Linked DNA regions of Anas platyrhynchos: region 1 is linked to region 2. A link is a contact called in public Hi-C data. All regions are on one chromosome and are shown on one strand. The core of a region is the stretch at or near the end of the contact, and the rest is flanking DNA. Distances in the headings are between cores, read along the strand shown.

The links. A called contact is a pair of places that touch in the nucleus more often than the background predicts.
Region 1: a Hi-C map of liver shows a contact between it and region 2, with 1.9 times the contacts expected there. The contact joins two enhancer-like sites.

Annotation. Positions count from the first base shown.
Region 1 is chr5:17,680,704-17,683,403 of IASCAAS_PekinDuck_T2T, reverse strand. NRDE2 (NRDE-2, necessary for RNA interference, domain containing) reads right to left here. Exons shown (of 14, transcript XM_027458155.3): 11 at 2,466-2,700; 12 at 142-280. Among named protein-coding and RNA genes, the nearest start is that of PSMC1, 14 kb to the left of the region's middle. Within about 2 kb of position 1,288, at least 2 of the 8 cell types and tissues checked have an H3K27ac peak or open chromatin away from gene starts, as enhancers often do.
Region 2 is chr5:17,386,998-17,389,844 of IASCAAS_PekinDuck_T2T, reverse strand. TTC7B (tetratricopeptide repeat domain 7B) reads right to left here. Exons shown (of 20, transcript XM_038180036.2): 3 at 2,231-2,399. Among named protein-coding and RNA genes, the nearest start is that of TTC7B, 21 kb to the right of the region's middle. Within about 2 kb of position 1,579, at least 1 of the 8 cell types and tissues checked has an H3K27ac peak or open chromatin away from gene starts, as enhancers often do.

The DNA.
Region 1 (2,700 bases), core at 39-2,538, 290 kb before region 2:
TTACAATTCACAAATAAGTCACCTCGAAAATCATATAGCTATGGCACCATTTAGTGTTTCTTTTTTAATATATCATCATAGCTGTGCCCATAAGAAATTCCAGATGTGGCAGATGTAGTAAAATGGATACACTCTTCTTACCAGAAAGTTCAAATACATCCTCCATAGCAGTGGACAATGGGTACCATTTTCACTCTGAGTGGCATGTTCAAATAGAGCTATAATCCTATTTGTTAACCCAGTTTCAGGAATAGTATAATATATTTCACCAACATCTGCCCTGAAACAGAGAGGGGAAAAAAGAAAAACACAATCACTTAAACACAAGATAAAGGACCACATTCAGATGGAAAGATCAACATACTGTCTTCTGTTCACACAGCACTGTATATGGACAATTTTGCATTTCATGCTGTGAACTCTGAATGTCATAGAACTGATTTTTAGCCAGTTTTCTAAATAGAAAATTCCATTAAAAGAAGCTAAATGAGATATTTTCTGGAAATTAAAGCATGCTGGAAAATTAACCCTGTTCAACTGGAGATGATTTTTCTGAGAATAATTATCTGCTATCATATAATCTTAAAACACTTATCTTAGTGTTCATTCCAGACATTGTATCATTCAAAACTTGGCAAAGCAGCTCAAACCAAATGCAAGTCTAGATCAAGAAGCCTTCTTTTGGTACCCAGACAAGTCTGCTTAAATTCACCTTTGTAAGACCATCTGTAGATCTTGTATCAAGCCCTAGGTTACAGCTCTGGATGTCAACTGTGATTGGAACAGGAAACCATTTTATATTTGACCCAGGAGTTTCAAATCCCACAAGATCCAGGCCCAACACAAAATGTTTTTCATGTTTTTCACTGAAGCATTACTTTCTATCTACAGCTGATACAGACTGGCTTATTTTTGATGCTTGTGTTGGAAGAGCCTGGAGCACTCACGGCAGCATCACCTCTCTTTCTGCATTTTCCTATCCTGGCAGCTTGCTCCACTCAAGCTTAGTGCTCCTCATTTGACTCTTTCTTCAAGGGTCTTTAAGGTCATGTTTCCTCTCATCATAACCTTAGCCATGGCAGAATGTGATGTAATGTACTCTCCATGGAGCATTGTATCTCACTTTGGTTTATGCATGCTACCGTTTTACTCTTGATGTTCATTTCTTTCATGAATTCTATGCATTTAAACATGCAGAAATGAGAAACAGAACAGGAAACAGTCACACATACTACAGACCTTTGCTTAGTTTGTCACAACATAAAACATTATTTTTAATTCATGACTCACAGGCCATTTATCTCCTTTGCAGTAGGTCAGCTGCACTCTTGCAACATCCAGCTTGTCCCTATACAAATGTAATTTACAGGAACAGCCATGCTAGCAGAAAACAATCTGGAAAGGAGCTAAATGTCACAGAGAAAATCACCACTCTGGAATTTTAACATGGGTTTCCAGTAACGAGAATGAAAACCATCATATTGTCAGTCTGCAATTAACAGTAAATCAAATCACAATTGTCCTTTACATTTGATGGCAGTAGAATTTTTACTGCAATTTAGGATCACAAACCCTGACAGCTCAGGAATGTCACTGCTACGAGTGCATGCCTGTTGCCAGACTGAGGCAATCAAAGCAGTGGTCACATCATTTTAAAGCATACTGATAATTTCATCAAGTGCTAAGATTGTATGCTTACAGCTATGGAAAGCCTCCAGATAACAGTTTCCTAGAAATCTCTGTTGCTATGTGCAGACACAAAGAACCAAGCTGGCAGTATTGTAGATACACAGGTAGCATGGCATAGGTAGCTCCTAGCAATGGGTTGACAAGAGACTAAGGTTTAAGAACAAACATATACCTCTATTCCTCACATCTCTTACCCCTTTTTCCTTTCCTGGGAGCATAATACCCAAGCCCAGACCACACCACAAATTCAGGAAATTTCCAGCCTCTTCTACCTAGCAACAGTCCCATATAAAAACCGAACCCTCAAGTACTCACTATGGAAACAGATCTGCTACCACTGTATTCTGCAACTCAGGAGTAAAGTAGGGCAGTGAGCTCAGACAGAAACCAATATAGCTCTGTTTTACACTCCTTTTTGCTGTACGTATTAAAATTCAGCAGTTTATAGGCTCATCATGTCTACTCTGGCCATCTAGGCAGGCTCTTAGTCATTTAAAAATCAGGCAAATAAGTATGTACCATCCTGATGTCAGAGCCGAGCAATCAAACACAAGCAACACACGATCTGAGCCAGCAGAAAGGACATGAGACTAGAACCTAGGCCTTTAATTTTGTTCAGGATTCTGTCACCAGCTCGCTGTCTGGTCTCAAACAAATAACCCTCCCTAGTCATAGCATCTTCATCTGCAAAAAAGAACGACAGCATTTTCTCTCCTCTGTTACGCGATCAGACAGAAAAAAAAAAAGTGTTATCACAAGGAGCTGCAAGATATTACCTCTGGACGTGCTCAGTAAGTTTTTTTCTCATTTGCTCTGCTTGGATTGCAAACAGCCACGGCTCTAAAGAGCTGGTAGACCTCGTGACACCATCAAAAAACCTTCGTGCTTTGCTAGCACTGTGAGACTTCCCTTGGACCTGGATGTACGACCTCCAGAGGGACTGGTTGCTAGGATATCTCCTCAGTGCCTCCGTTAGGGCCTCTCGCAAAGGATTCAAAGGATAAACGCTAA
Region 2 (2,847 bases), core at 330-2,829:
CTCTGCATGTTGCCATGCTGAGCAGGGCAGCCAGGCTGATGCACGCACACAGGCATTTCTTGGGAACATGGTGATCTATTCATGACTGCCAAAGAAATAAAAGCTAAATACTTAGGAAACTTCAGATATTCAGATTATCCTTTAAACCACAAGTAGAAATACAAGTCACAGCAAAGGACAAAATCTATTTAAAAATAACTTGTACTTAGTTGGTAGTAACTACAAGTCTCCAATCACCTCTGAAGAAGCCCTTCACACTGAAAAGTTTTATAAACCGCTCTTAAAAGTGGAAAATAGAAATTCTGAGGAAGGGAGTGAAGGGGAGGGAAGGAGAAGGGGGAAGAAGGGGAGAGTTAACTGTACTACTGCATATTAATGTTCGCTATTTAGCTGTCAGTTACTCTAAATGTTTCTAAACTTTGAATATTGAATTTAAGACCACTCTGAGACTTCAGACTTACTCTAGAACACACAGGAGATGACAAACTTACAACCCTGGGAAGAAGGGATATTAAATTCCATTAATTACCCATTCAAAAATAAAACATTGTAGAAAAAAAAAAAAAAAAAAAAAAAAAAAAAAAAAGGCAAAACCATGCAATTCTGGAAATGAGCAGAGCAAAAGGAAAAAAGCAGTAGTCAGCTAGTCTGCCCATGTAAGCTGAAATCCAGTCACCCAGTAAAAGTGACCAAAGCAGTGAAGTCTGATCAAGATTAGATCAGGTGTGATACAACAGATTTCAGTGTTTAAGTAGAAAACCTGAAATCAGAAGCAACAATTAAAAGCACATCTAGGCTGCAGACGTGCCTTTTCTCCCTTTCTTTTTTTAAAAGCCGAATCTACAAGATATTCCAGGGTAGAGAAGAAATTAAGGCAAGACATGTATTTACTATTTTCTAATCAATTAATTTCATATCAAGTAAACTGAATAATACCAATCCTTTCCGCAAAATTGGTGTCTTTATATTTCAGCTGCTCTATATTCTTAGGAGGCCAAATAAAACAGAGCCAGAAGAGTTGAGCTCTGAGAAAATATTCAATTAACTTATTGGGATTCCTTGGAGATAAGCAAATCTATGCACTTACAGTTGATCAAGACCAAGACTACATTTTCATAGGAAGAAAGTGACAAATTCAACAGCCATCTTCACAGATGGGTGAAAGGGAAAGCTGAATGGAAGGTTATTGACAAAAAAACAGCAACAACAAAAAAACTCACAACCCACACACAGACGGCACATGAGAGACCTGAGCAAGTTTATGACACACATAAAAACTCCCCACATCCTTCCCTTTCCATTTTCAGTGGAAACAGTTACCCTCTTCAAAGACCAGGAACAATCTTTGAACAGTTATCAGTGAATGCTATTGAAGTCTCTCCTAAATTGTGTTTGCTAACTTTGACTCTTCTCTTGCAGTAACAAACAGTATGTATGCATGTCAAACCCAAATTTAAACACAGCAGACCAAAGCAAACATAGTCAGACAGGAAATTCTCATAAACCTATGGCATACAAACTGCCACTTTCCTCAAAACGTTAACCCAGCTCACAGCCCATGAACAAGTTTTCTAAACTGAGGTGGTACTGCCACCTTAAGACACCAGGCCAGCATTACAATTTTCACAATCCTGTATTAATCAAAAAACATTTTCTGAAATTTAAAAAAGATACATATTCTGTGAAGAAGATTTCTAAAAATTAAACTGCAAAAGAAAAACATTGCTTTAAGTCCTTTTCATTTATCATGATTACTTTACTCGATTAAGTAACAATTTAGGTTTATTCTAGTTTAACATAACCTAGGCTATGCATCTTAACATTCAGTACGTAGCATTGTGAATCAACGTTCTTCAATTTTGTCCACAGCAACTGAAGAACTGCACTACTTTTGTAACACAACTTTCAGGAACAGTGCCAATACTTCTAGTATCTTGCCAAAGTTATTGGACATTCAGATACTGAAGGACTTTTAAACACACATAAAAATTTGACTGGGTAACAGCAGGGTTAAAATGGAAATTCTAACAGAGGTAAGAGCCTTGTCAACCTAGCACAAGCTCTGGTTATTTTAAAGGAAATAAGCCATCTTCTTACTCATCTGCACATGTGGCACTGTATCACCGTGTTGACTATATGTATGCCAACAGTTTCTTTCACTTTGGACAAAATGTTGATTCACTTTTTAAAACTATTTCTAACATTATTATACGGGAAAGTGCAATCTTACCTTTAGTAGAATATGCTTCAGCAATCATCCGTAACCTATATGGCGGCACAGCAGCTAGCTGCAAATCATCAACTCCAACTCTGGCATATGTATTCAGAGCTTCTTTGTAATCACCTTCCACATAGTTTAGCTTGGCCATAATCAAGTTAGCTTCTTGTAAGAATTCTGGCTAGAAGGAAGAGGAATAAGAAAGGTTTTGTTCCTCAGGAAAAAAAAAAATAATAATAATCTATCAAACCTGACAATTGTTCGGCATGTTTTCTGCATATACTAACTGTGGAAGCCCACAGTAGATACCTTGTGAGAGAGCAACTAATCACCAAAATTCTATCATGTTATATTTGGGAAGCTTTGGGGTAGGGGGTGAAGCCACATAATCATTCTCCAGCAAGCTATTGAACAGCATCATCAGTCATTTTTCATGTTCGTATGTTTGTTTACGCATGCACCAATAATACCTCTCAAGCAGCAGACAGCTTTGCCAGGTAACAAAACTATTTAAAGACAGCCTATCATTACAACCCCTCCAATGATTTTTTCTTAACACCATAAGTATAGTTCAAAATAACAGTGTCAAATCTTAAGATTGTATTCCACAGCCTATATATTTAAGGTGC